Linked DNA regions of Mus musculus: all the other regions are linked to region 1. The links are chromatin contacts, called in public HiChIP or PLAC-seq and promoter capture Hi-C maps. All regions are on one chromosome and are shown on one strand. The core of a region is the stretch at or near the end of the contact, and the rest is flanking DNA. Distances in the headings are between cores, read along the strand shown.

What was found. Promoter capture Hi-C pulls out the DNA fragments that hold promoters and counts their contacts. HiChIP or PLAC-seq counts read pairs in DNA pulled down with a chosen protein or histone mark.
Region 2: a FOXA1 HiChIP or PLAC-seq map of pancreatic cancer cells shows a contact between it and region 1. The contact joins the enhancer-like site here to the promoter of Nupl2 in region 1. A contact is called at or near these places in 1 of 39 promoter capture datasets (embryonic stem cells), 3 of 484 Hi-C or Micro-C datasets (cardiomyocytes and embryonic stem cells), 6 of 115 datasets of contacts at active chromatin or transcription factors (cardiomyocytes, embryonic stem cells, pancreatic cancer cells and 1 more) and 3 of 9 other capture datasets (adipose tissue, embryonic stem cells and liver).
Region 3: a contact with region 1 is called in a promoter capture Hi-C map of 3T3-L1-derived adipocytes, with 4 times the contacts expected there. The contact joins the enhancer-like site here to the promoter of Nupl2 in region 1. A contact is called at or near these places in 3 of 39 promoter capture datasets (the 3T3-L1 cell line, 3T3-L1-derived adipocytes and hematopoietic stem and progenitor cells), 2 of 115 datasets of contacts at active chromatin or transcription factors (bone marrow-derived macrophages and embryonic stem cells) and 2 of 9 other capture datasets (adipose tissue and pancreatic islet).

The regions. Positions count from the first base shown.
Region 1 is chr5:24,163,641-24,167,182 of GRCm38.p6, reverse strand. It overlaps Nupl2 (nucleoporin like 2), which reads right to left and starts at 2,220. Exons shown (of 7, transcript NM_153092.4): 1 at 1,980-2,220. The coding sequence starts at 2,106.
Region 2 is chr5:24,319,238-24,322,818 of GRCm38.p6, reverse strand. Kcnh2 (potassium voltage-gated channel, subfamily H (eag-related), member 2) reads left to right here. Exons shown (of 15, transcript NM_013569.2): 11 at 65-164; 12 at 598-873; 13 at 997-1,183; 14 at 1,397-1,574; 15 at 2,670-3,230. The coding sequence ends at 2,819. The region is part of intron 2 of Gm15589 (a long non-coding RNA gene); the gene reads right to left. Among named protein-coding and RNA genes, the nearest start is that of Gm15589, 9.6 kb to the right of the region's middle. Within about 2 kb of position 2,103, at least 115 of the 459 cell types and tissues checked have an H3K27ac peak or open chromatin away from gene starts, as enhancers often do. A contact at or near this core is called in pancreatic cancer cells, where this site is marked.
Region 3 is chr5:23,966,534-23,970,010 of GRCm38.p6, reverse strand. The region is part of intron 10 of Fam126a (family with sequence similarity 126, member A); the gene reads left to right. Among named protein-coding and RNA genes, the nearest start is that of Fam126a, 62 kb to the left of the region's middle. Within about 2 kb of position 2,135, at least 17 of the 459 cell types and tissues checked have an H3K27ac peak or open chromatin away from gene starts, as enhancers often do. A contact at or near this core is called in 3T3-L1-derived adipocytes, where this site is marked.

The DNA of each region.
Region 1 (3,542 bases), core at 971-3,470:
GTTATAACAAGTCACATAATGTTCTCTTTATATTAAAAAATGAGATCAAGGCCAGGTGTGTTGGTGTAAGAATTTAATCACAGCACTGTGGAGGGAGAGACAGGCAGGTCTCTAAGTTCCAGGTCAGTCAGAACTATATAGTGAGGCCTCATCTCAAAAAGCAAATAAAAACCCCAAAACCCAAGCTGACAAAAAGCAACAACAAAGTGAGATCAATGTGATCATAGAAATATAAAGACATATCGGTGAGTTCAGTGTTAAGCCTATTAAATTGACCATGAGGGAATAAATAAAAAATACTCTAAACATCTCTAAAAGCTTTGCGGTGAGCCCAGCTCGGTCAAGGCCCTCATTTGACCTATCATTGGATGTGTGTGTATGCTTCTGCACTGGGCCATAGAGACAATGAATGAAAGAGAACAATGAATAAACTGGATAATAAAAAGGGTTAAATTTTACTTTCTGTCCTTAAATAGGTATTTAAAAAGTGTTTGCCTCTGTCTTTACTTTGTGGACACAATGCCCACAACCTATCCTTCATATAGAGATCGCAGAGCTTACTAATAGGTAAAGTATAGCGTAGATTTCTAACAACTCATAAAATAATAATAATAAGCCAATAGGACTTGTTTCAGGTTTTGATACTGTTTTTAATCTTATCACTTCCTAGTTTATGCTAGGATAAAGGTAATTTATCTTAGGATTTAGAAAATATATCACTTAATATATACTAAAAACAGACTGATAGAGTACTCCTCTGGCTGAAATAGACATGCCTTTAGTACACAGCTTTAATCTCAGACATCGAAAGTAAAGTTAGTCTGTAGAAGGAAGCAGCTATGTTTGAAAGTGGTATCTAATTGAGTGCCAGACAAAGTGACAAATCAGAGAAAAATTTGACAGAATAGGATATGCCCAGCTCTCACAGGAGGAGGAACAGGAAGCTACGTAAGATGGAGCAGAGCAGAGGGAAAGAGAGAGGTATTTAAGGCCCAAATGTGGGCCTTAAAATTACAAAGCATTCTTTTTCTTTCTTTTCATTCTAAAGTTTTATTTGTATTTTTCCCCTAATTATCTATCTACTGAACATTTACTTGCAAATTACTACATTTAAAGTAGGTTTCCAGAGACCAAATGGCAAACATTCCTCTCAGCAGTCCCTGGGAGTATACCAGTATCTATCGGAACCTGACTCCTAATTTGGAGTCTTTCACTAGAAGCATTGTAGATGATACAATCTGTCTCCTCCACGAAAAGACTGGAAATATGAAACCAGCATGAACACAGGGGCTGGAGGAGCCTTAAAGAGAAGGGGAAAGAGAAGCACCCACTGACAACGTCACGAACTAGGTTCCACTGGGCAGTGGTAGCACATGACTTTAATTTCAGCACTCAGGAGGCAGAGGCAGGTGGATCTCTGTGAGTTCAAGGCCAGCCTGGTCTACAAAGAGTTTTTCAGGACAGCTAGGGCTGTTACACAGAGAAAGCCGATCTCTGAAAACCTAAAAACCAAAACAAACAAAAAACTAGGTTCCAAAATTAAGAGAACAAAACGTATTTATCTGACTTCTAAAACCTTGTTTTGTGCTGGTTTAATGTCTAACCCCTGAATACCCTTTCCACAAAACTTGTAAGGTTCTTGACCCAGTGTCGGAAGCTACTAACTAAAGCCCAGATTTTAAGAGCTTGTGATCACGGACAAGGAAGGGGAAAGAGTAGAGAAAGGGGTCTGAATGAACCCACGTGAATTCTCCCTACCACTGCCATTCACCAAAAAGGAGGTTTTGATGAAGATATCTCTAATTTAAAAACGCAGTGTTTGACAGGAGCACCCAAGTCCAAACGCCTGTCCACGTGTGACGATCAGAAACGACTTGTCAAACTACTGGGGGTGAGACGTCGCATGCCAGGGCAGGGGCCCGGGGTGGAGGTGTGCGTCCGCAGCAAGTGGCCCTGGCTCAAGGCTCCCAGACCGTCACCTGAGGGTGGCTGCTGCTGCGGTGGCGGCTGCCGAGCCCCGCCCGCACCCCGGGCGCCGGGATGCTCGTTCCAGCAGCGGTCTCCGAAGCGGCACCGGCCTTGAAGGAAAAACTGGCATATGGTCATGGTAGCGCCGTCCCAGCTCGACCCTGCTCGCGGTCGCCGGCGAGGGCCCAGGCTCCAGCAACCGAGGCCCGGCTAGTGTGACGTCATCGCCCCGCGCCCAGAGGCTCTGTGACCAGTGTGCCGTGAGCCGCGTGGGCTTTAGCCAATGGGATTTAAGAAGAGCAGAGCTGTCAGCGCTCGGGTATGCTGAAATGGGACGCGGTCGTTGGATCCCTGACCCGGACCCGGACCCGGACCTGAACCCGGACCCGAATCTAGAGAATACCAGATATAGCAGACAACCAGCAACCCTCTAGTTGGCTGTATACAGTCTGCGAGACTCATTCGTTCTTTACATTTACTTGGGGGGGGGGGAGGTAAAAATGGGCTTAACAACGAAAAAAAATCTGTTTATCAAGAGAGATTATTTACAGAAAGCCAGCTGTAACCAGGAAACAGGACTCAATGCAGGCGAAAAGCATCTATTAGTTTCTTAGTCGGTAATGTCTTAAAATTTCACGTAAATGTTGCCTTTTGAAATTTCATCAGGAAAAATGACAAAGAGTAAAACCGACACAGAAGCAGCCCGATTTTCCTCAGGAGCAGTTTCAGATAAAGGTTTTCTGAAAGTATCCAATTTACTGTTTTTTGTTTGTTTTGTTTGTTTTGTTGAGATACGGTCTTACTAGCTGGCCTCGAACCCACAGAAATCCACCTACCTTAGTGCTAAGATCAAAACCGTACACCCACTACGTTTCATTTATTATCTTTACAGTTCTCATGCAGGACCCTGTATCAGTATAAAACAAGTACATTATATAACAATGAAATGAAATTGCTCTTGGAAATTAAAATTGGAGAATGGGGATAAACTAAGAGTTGAAGGCAGCTTAGAGACTCCTCAGACTCAAAGTATACCTTGAGTCTCATTTTATATTTTGGTTATGCTAGAGGATGGAGAGATCAAAAGCAAAACTCTAACTAGTAATCCTAACACTTGTGATGGTAAATACTGTCAACTTGATTACTTTTAGAATCACCATAGACACAAATCTCTGGACTTGGAGGGTCAGACTTAGATCCCCATAGATACACACCTTTGAGCATGTCTGTGAAGATGCTTTCACAAAGGTTGAACTGGAAAGATGTACCCTTAATGAGGACTGCATTCTCAAAGGAGTGGGCACACACTGAATAAAAAGGCAAATTCAAGTTGAACATCCATTGCTGTTGCTAGACTGCAAATACAATGTGCCCAGCTGTCTCATGCTCCTGTTGAAATCCCGTCCAAGCTGTGCTAGACTGTACCTTAATCTGTGAGCCAGAATCAACACATGCTTCTGAGGTTGCTTTTACCAGGGTTTGTCATAGTAATAGGAAACACAATCTAGATAGCTCTATATGTAGGTGTAATCTAGCATGGTCTCAGTCATCCTCCTGCCTCAGCTTACCAAAGT
Region 2 (3,581 bases), core at 854-3,353, 160 kb before region 1:
CCCCATATTCCAGGACAGCCAGGCAGGATGGACCTAAGGGCTCTGACTGTTCTCTTCGTTGCAGACCAACATGATTCCTGGCTCCCCAGGCAGTGCAGAACTAGAGAGCGGCTTTAACAGGCAACGCAAGCGCAAACTGTCATTCCGCAGGCGTACAGACAAGGGTGAGATGGTCAAGGGGAGGGCAGGAGGAGAGTGGAGGGCAGAGGGGAGTGCGGGCAGGGTCAGGCTGTGCAGGCTCCACCCCTTGCCCAGCGTTCAGGCACGCAGTCCTCCAGTGCACCCCACCCCCATGCCTCCCTTCCACTGGACAAAGGCTGGGCTTTTGGTCTTTATTATGCCTGAGTGTTGTCTAGCGGGCCTTGACCCCTTAAAGAGAGGAGGGAGGTGGCAGGAGGGAGCACAAGAACAAAGGAATAAGCAGAGGGCTACAGAGAGCCAGAGATCTGGAGTCAGAAGTGACCCCCCCCCCCCGGGGTGTGGCAGGGCGCGAGATAAAACAACTTTGTCCGTCCTCACACTCTGCCCCTTGCTCAGCTCCCCTTGCCCGTCCCCTGTTCTCCCCTCTCTCTGAGGTATGCTCTCTGTTTCCCACAGACACAGAGCAGCCAGGGGAGGTGTCAGCCCTGGGGCAAGGCCCTGCCCGAGTTGGGCCAGGGCCGAGTTGCCGGGGACAGCCGGGAGGGCCATGGGGGGAGAGCCCATCCAGCGGCCCTTCCAGCCCAGAGAGCAGTGAAGATGAGGGCCCTGGTCGCAGCTCCAGTCCCCTCCGCCTGGTGCCCTTCTCCAGCCCCAGGCCTCCGGGAGACCCCCCAGGTGGGGAGCCTTTGACAGAGGATGGGGAGAAAAGTGACACCTGTAATCCCTTGTCAGGTAGGCCTGGGCCTTGGGGTGGGGGTGGGAGTGAGTGAGTGTGGGGGATGGGCAGTATGGGGGATGGGTAGGGACTGGCAGGGGCCTGACTTTCTTCCTGACCCCACTCCTCTCTGGCTCCAGGTGCCTTCTCTGGGGTGTCCAATATTTTCAGCTTCTGGGGGGACAGTCGGGGGCGCCAGTACCAGGAGTTGCCTCGATGCCCTGCCCCTGCCCCCAGCCTCCTCAACATCCCCTTGTCTAGCCCTGGTCGGCGATCCCGGGGTGATGTGGAGAGCAGGCTGGACGCACTCCAGAGACAGCTGAACAGGTAAAGATGGGTGCCCAGGGAATGGGCACGGGGTAGGCTGCACTGTGGGGGAACTTGGGGCCTCTTTGGGTTTCTGCTGATGTTTCAGGGGTGCTCTGTCTAGGACTGTCTGTGCCAGGCAGGTGGACCCTCTCCTTCCTCAGCTGCATGAGGAGGGAGCCTAGAGTGAACCAGCTATCTCCACTTCTGAGAAATCTTCCTTCCTTGCCCCAGGCTGGAAACCCGGCTAAGTGCAGACATGGCCACTGTCCTACAGCTGCTACAGAGGCAAATGACCCTGGTCCCTCCTGCCTACAGTGCTGTGACCACCCCTGGGCCCGGCCCCACTTCCGCATCCCCTTTGTTGCCTGTCGGCCCTGTCCCCACTCTCACCCTGGACTCGCTTTCTCAGGTACATTCTAGAGCCCACTCCCAGCCTCCAGCCGCACCCTCTCTGCCCCAACGACTGCACAGCTGCTGGGTGTGAAATGTGGCTTCCTCACCCCCATCCTCTTCTACCTGCTCCTGCCAGGCAACCTAAGGGCCAGATGTAAACATGATGTCTGAGCCTGGGCCTTGGGTCTGGATGCTGCCTGAGAGTGGTCCCTGCTGTGGTTATCCCCCTCTGACTTTGCCGCCTCTCATCTTGGCTCTTACTCTAGCAGTGCTATAGCCTCCTGAAGGCTGCTGGCATGTCCAGGGTGCCAAGATCAAGGCTCTGAGATAGGACCTCCCTGATCCACATCTCTTCTCTTTGAGTAACCTCCTGAAGGACAGCTGTAGCTGGGTCTTTTCTGCCAGCTCTAGCTTTGATAGGTGCTTGAAGGGGGTGGGGGTGGGGGCTCCTATGGCACCCAGAGGTGGCTTGGGATCTACTCCCACCCCCAGCTCTGCTCCCTGTCCCATATGCTGCTTGCTCCTGTTTGCAGACACCAGGGCCCACGTCAGCAAATGTGCCAGTCTCCCTTCACAGCCTCCCCCGCAGGGATCTCACCAGTAGACACGTCAGCACCCACAAATCCCTCCTGCCCGCCCTAGCGCTCTCCCTGGCCTCAGAGACCTGGCCGCTGGCCCACTGTTGTTTCCAGGGCCCCAGGGTTCTTTGGAAAATTGCAAGGAGGCACCTTGTCTCTCTCTGTCTTAGCTGCCTTCCCAAAGCAGGGACTTCTTATTCCATGTAGGCTTTGCTCCCGCTGCCCTGGCACATTCCCTAGGGAAGGGAGAGGCTAGAGCTTGGAATCCAGCTTCTCCGGGTCCAGAGCAAGGTCCTCTGTCAGGGTGGCTGTGAGTGGCTCTCAGCCCTTTCATTTGGCTCCTGCCACAAAGGTGCATTTCTTTACAGAAGTTGCAGCCTTCTTGTCCCCTCAGGTCCCCACTCTGCCCACCTAAGCCTCTCTGACCTCCAGTCTCCGCCCCTTCCTCCTCCCCCACGTTTCTGACCTCCGGTCTCCGCCCCTTCCTCCTCCCCCACGTTTGAGTGCCTTCTCAAGCTCTGTGGTCTTTGCAGGTTTCCCAGTTCGTGGCGTTTGAGGAGCTTCCTGCAGGAGCCCCAGAGCTCCCCCAAGATGGCCCCACTCGACGCCTCTCCCTGCCCGGCCAGCTGGGGGCCCTTACCTCCCAGCCCCTGCACAGACATGGCTCAGATCCAGGCAGTTAGTGATGCTGCCCACTGTGGACATGTGGCTCACCCTGGGTTCAGGGCATTACCTGACCGCTCTCCTTGGAGACCCTGGTTTGGAGGGGAGACCTGTGCAGAAGCACCTCCATCCCCACCCTTGGGACCAGCATCTCCTCCTGCAATACCCTGGGCCCCACTGGGAGGGGCAGGACAGAGCTGGGCAGTGGATGGGGGTCTGTGGTCCCCCCACTGCCCTGGGGGCATTAGCTGGTCTAACTGCCCGGAGGCACCGGCCCTGGGCCTTAGGCACCTCAAGGACTTTTCTGCTATTTACTGCTCTTATTGTTAAGGATAATAATTAAGGATCATATGAATAATTAATGAAGATGCTGATGACTATGAATAATAAATAATTATCCTGAGGAGACTCCAGGGTGCTGGTTAGCTTCAGCCATCACCTGCTGTATCTCATGTTTATGTTCTAAACGTACTTAAGTGGCAGTGCCAGAGCCTCTGTACAGGGATCCTGGCCTCTCTATGTCCAGGCCTACAGGGGTGACCAGATATCCTTCCCCTTTTCTGTGTGTGTGTTTGTGTGTGTGTGCGCGCACACATGTGCGGGCACATGCCTTCTCATATACCCATGTACCCATGTACATAAAAGATGGAGAGTGTTTCCTGGAGCCAGACAATATGGTCCTGGATTTGGGACAACCAAGCCATGTGGGCTACTTTGAGTCTGATAGGCTACTTGTACCCTGAGTGCAACCCTTCACAATCATGCTGATTTACTTCCTGGGC
Region 3 (3,477 bases), core at 886-3,385, 200 kb after region 1:
AATAAAAATGAACTAGTTTATAAAAGATTTTTGATATTCCTAAGCATTGTAACAAACCTACATTTAGAAATGCCTATGTCATTTTTCTGAAACAATGAACTTTTGTTCTTTTGTTTGTTTGGTTTTTGGTTTTTGGTTTTTGGTTTTTGGTTTTCGAGACAGGGTTTCTCTGTATAGCCCTGGCTGTCCTGGAACTCACTTTGTAGACCAGGCTAGACTCGAACTCAGAAATCCGCCTGCCTCTTCCTCCCAAGTGCTGGGATTAAAGGCGTGTGCAACCACGCCCGGCAAACTTTTGTTCTTTTTACCACCTAAAAATATTTATTATCTTAAGCTGTGAGTTACTTGACTGACTAAAAGGAAAAAACATTTTCCAAGCTTACCTTTTTCCTATGTTCTATATTTTCATCTTAATTTATAATCGTGTAATAGAGATTCATTCAGTTAATTAAGAAGTACATTTATTAGGGCTAAGGAGATGGCTCAGTGGTTGGGAGTACAACCATTTTTAACTCCAGTTCCAGGGGATTGGAAGCCCTTTTCTAGCCCACACAGCACTAGGCACAAAGGTAGTGCATATGTGTGTGTGTGTGTGTGTGTGTGTGTGTGTGTGTGTGTGTGTGTGTGTGTGTACATGAGAAATACTTGTACATACAGAATAAACATTTTAAAAATTTAAAAAAGACACTAACCAGTAATAGTCTCTGCTAAGCTTGTATTAGGCATTTAACAGTGGCCAAATAACACTTAATCTGTGTAGAATATACAACTAGGTAGACAAGGTAACTGTAGCTTGTTATAAGTGATTTTTAAAGAAACAGAATAGAAGAGAAGGCATATGAAATGTAGGGATGTTGAGACTTTTGATGGGGCGACAGGGAAGTCTTCATTGACGAGGTTTCTGAGGAAGTAAGATGTGCCTTCCAGCTATTGGGGAAGCCCAGGAGGCCAGTCCAACACGCTGGGGAACAAGGGACTCAGGCACAAGAGTCTCACAGTAGAAAATGCTGAAGAGACATTAAGGAAAGGATTATGTACTAAATACTTGGGTTATATAATCATGTTTCTCCACTGTCTAATCTTCCTAAGAGTTGTCTTTTCTTTCTTGCTGTTTCCAGAATAACATGTTTTTCTTTTTGTTTAGTTTACTGAGTACGCAGACATTTCAGTTCCCTTAGAACAACCACATTTAATTTAATTGGAGGTTATTGTTACATTTAATTTCATGATTTCCTCTCTGCTCAGCCCCTGACCTCTGTCCTGAGAGTGACTAACAATTCATCTGCTAGCTTCGCTTTACAAATACCCTTCTTCCATTTCTGACTCCCTGCAAATTTCTATTGGCGAATCAACATTTTTAAACCATTAACTTCCATCAGCATGTTTTCACAAATAAAACCAATTAAAAATAAAAACAAACTGACCTTGAGTTATAAATTCTTCAGGTATTCTTCTAGAGTGTTTTTACTGTGACTCTTTATTCAGCCACAGTAAATTATTTGCCTTCTTTGAAGTGACCAAGAATCTAGACAGATAAATTAAACATTGTTGGGAGATGTTAGAGAATGTTTGCGTCAGGCTGGTTCTGACAAATTGAGTTAGAATTCACTGTGTGGATGGATGGACATTTGAAACTAAAAGTCTCATTTCTTTACCTAGTGCTTTCTGAACTGCAGTTTCCTCTTAGCAAATGGGGATTAATTAAATGGTCCACTTCAGAGTCTCACTACCATGTTGTTTTGAGAATATTATAGAGTAATATGTAAGAATGTGCTTTAAAAAAAAGTGCTGTTGAGTATCCCTTATTCTGTTAGAACACCTATATGTATCTTAAAAAAATTTTTTTTTATAAAGCTTAAATATTAGTTACTTTTGGAGATTTTTTTTGGTTGGTTGGTTGGTTGGTTTTTATTTGTTTTGTTGTTGTTTTTGTTTTTATGCCCTGGTAACTGCCAACATTTTTTATTCTCCCTCTGAACTGAATGTCTTTGTAATTTTCTTTCTTGACGTGGTTTCTACAGTATAAGTGAACGAGTCTTGGCTGCCACCCAACAGTGTCATGGTGACTACTCTGTGTTGCTATAACCTCTGCCACACACCATGATAAGAACCGATTTGCCCTTACTTTTGAAAATAGCTGTTGGAAAGTGGGGGTAGGCTTAGCTGGTTCCACACACAGGAACAGCGGGGTTCCAAAGCCCACTAGCCTCAGCCTGCCTGAGAATGGGGAACTTGGTATGTGAGGCAAATCAGACATGATCAGGCTAGGATCATGGATGCGGGGCAACAGGAGCTTCAAGGAGATGGAAAGTGTTCCCTGTGGCTAGCCGTGGCAGGCAGGGCCCGGGTGGGAATCCACTTTCAAACTGTGAAGGATTCAGAGCAGAGCGTTGATTTCTAAACAGCTGCATGCTAGTCACCTGGGAGCTCAAGATGTGTAGTGCCCAAACTACTTCATCCTATGGATGAATCAGGTTGCTGTGGTGAAAATGGGCACCTGGAAGGCTCCAGGATGGCAGATGTCAGTGAAGCTCGGCCTCCCTGGATCGTGCAGCTGTGGCCTCTGTTCTTTTACTGTGGCATGCTGTTTAGCAGACTTCAGCAAAATTCATAAGGCTTTGACGATTCTAGCTCCGCAAACAAAATCATTCTTCTCAACAGATTTGTGTGCTACATCTTAATGGGTATACAGTGTTCTTGGTTTTGGTTGTTTTGTCTGTTGTTATGGAGTTTAAATTTCACCACTGGTCTATTTTTCACATATTTATGTTATTTTTACTACTTATTATAGATATTTACTTAAGATCTTTAAAACCTTTTATATTTAAGGCACAGAATAAAGTTATCTTGATAGATATTTACTAGTTATGAGTTTTGTTCATTTGTTTGAATTACTGAGGCTGTTTTCAGGGTAAACTGAGAACCAGTTGGCTTTTCATATCTTGTTTTCATTTTTCTTCATTGTAGCACATCAAAATGTATAGTCTCAATAGGAACCTGAAGAAATGGACTGCTTAATTCTACCTTAAGCACATAAATGTTACTGATATTTGAGATTCTGAGTGTGTGAGACAAGAAGGGTTGCTAAGCACCAAGGCATGATTGAATAAGCAGTACCTTAATTATCATGGTTGATTATTAAGTCAGACTGGATGTAGTCTAATAAAAAATAAGATTTGAAGTGTACAAAGGGGACTTTCTAATTACTTTGGTTATCATTGTTGACAAGAGACAGAGTTTTTGCCTATAATTTGGGAGCTTTTACCTAAAGTTTATGTAAACTTAGTTGGTCACAATATTTTTAAAAGGCATTCTGTTTTCCTTTGTGAAAAAAATGTGTTTCATATTCCATGTAAAATGTGTGTGAAAATACAGAAAGTGAACTGATGCTCACTGGGCTCCTGTGCTGCCGCAGGATTGTAAATGAAGGGACTGACAGTGTGCGTGTTTGCCTTAAGTTATACCATTCAATCATCC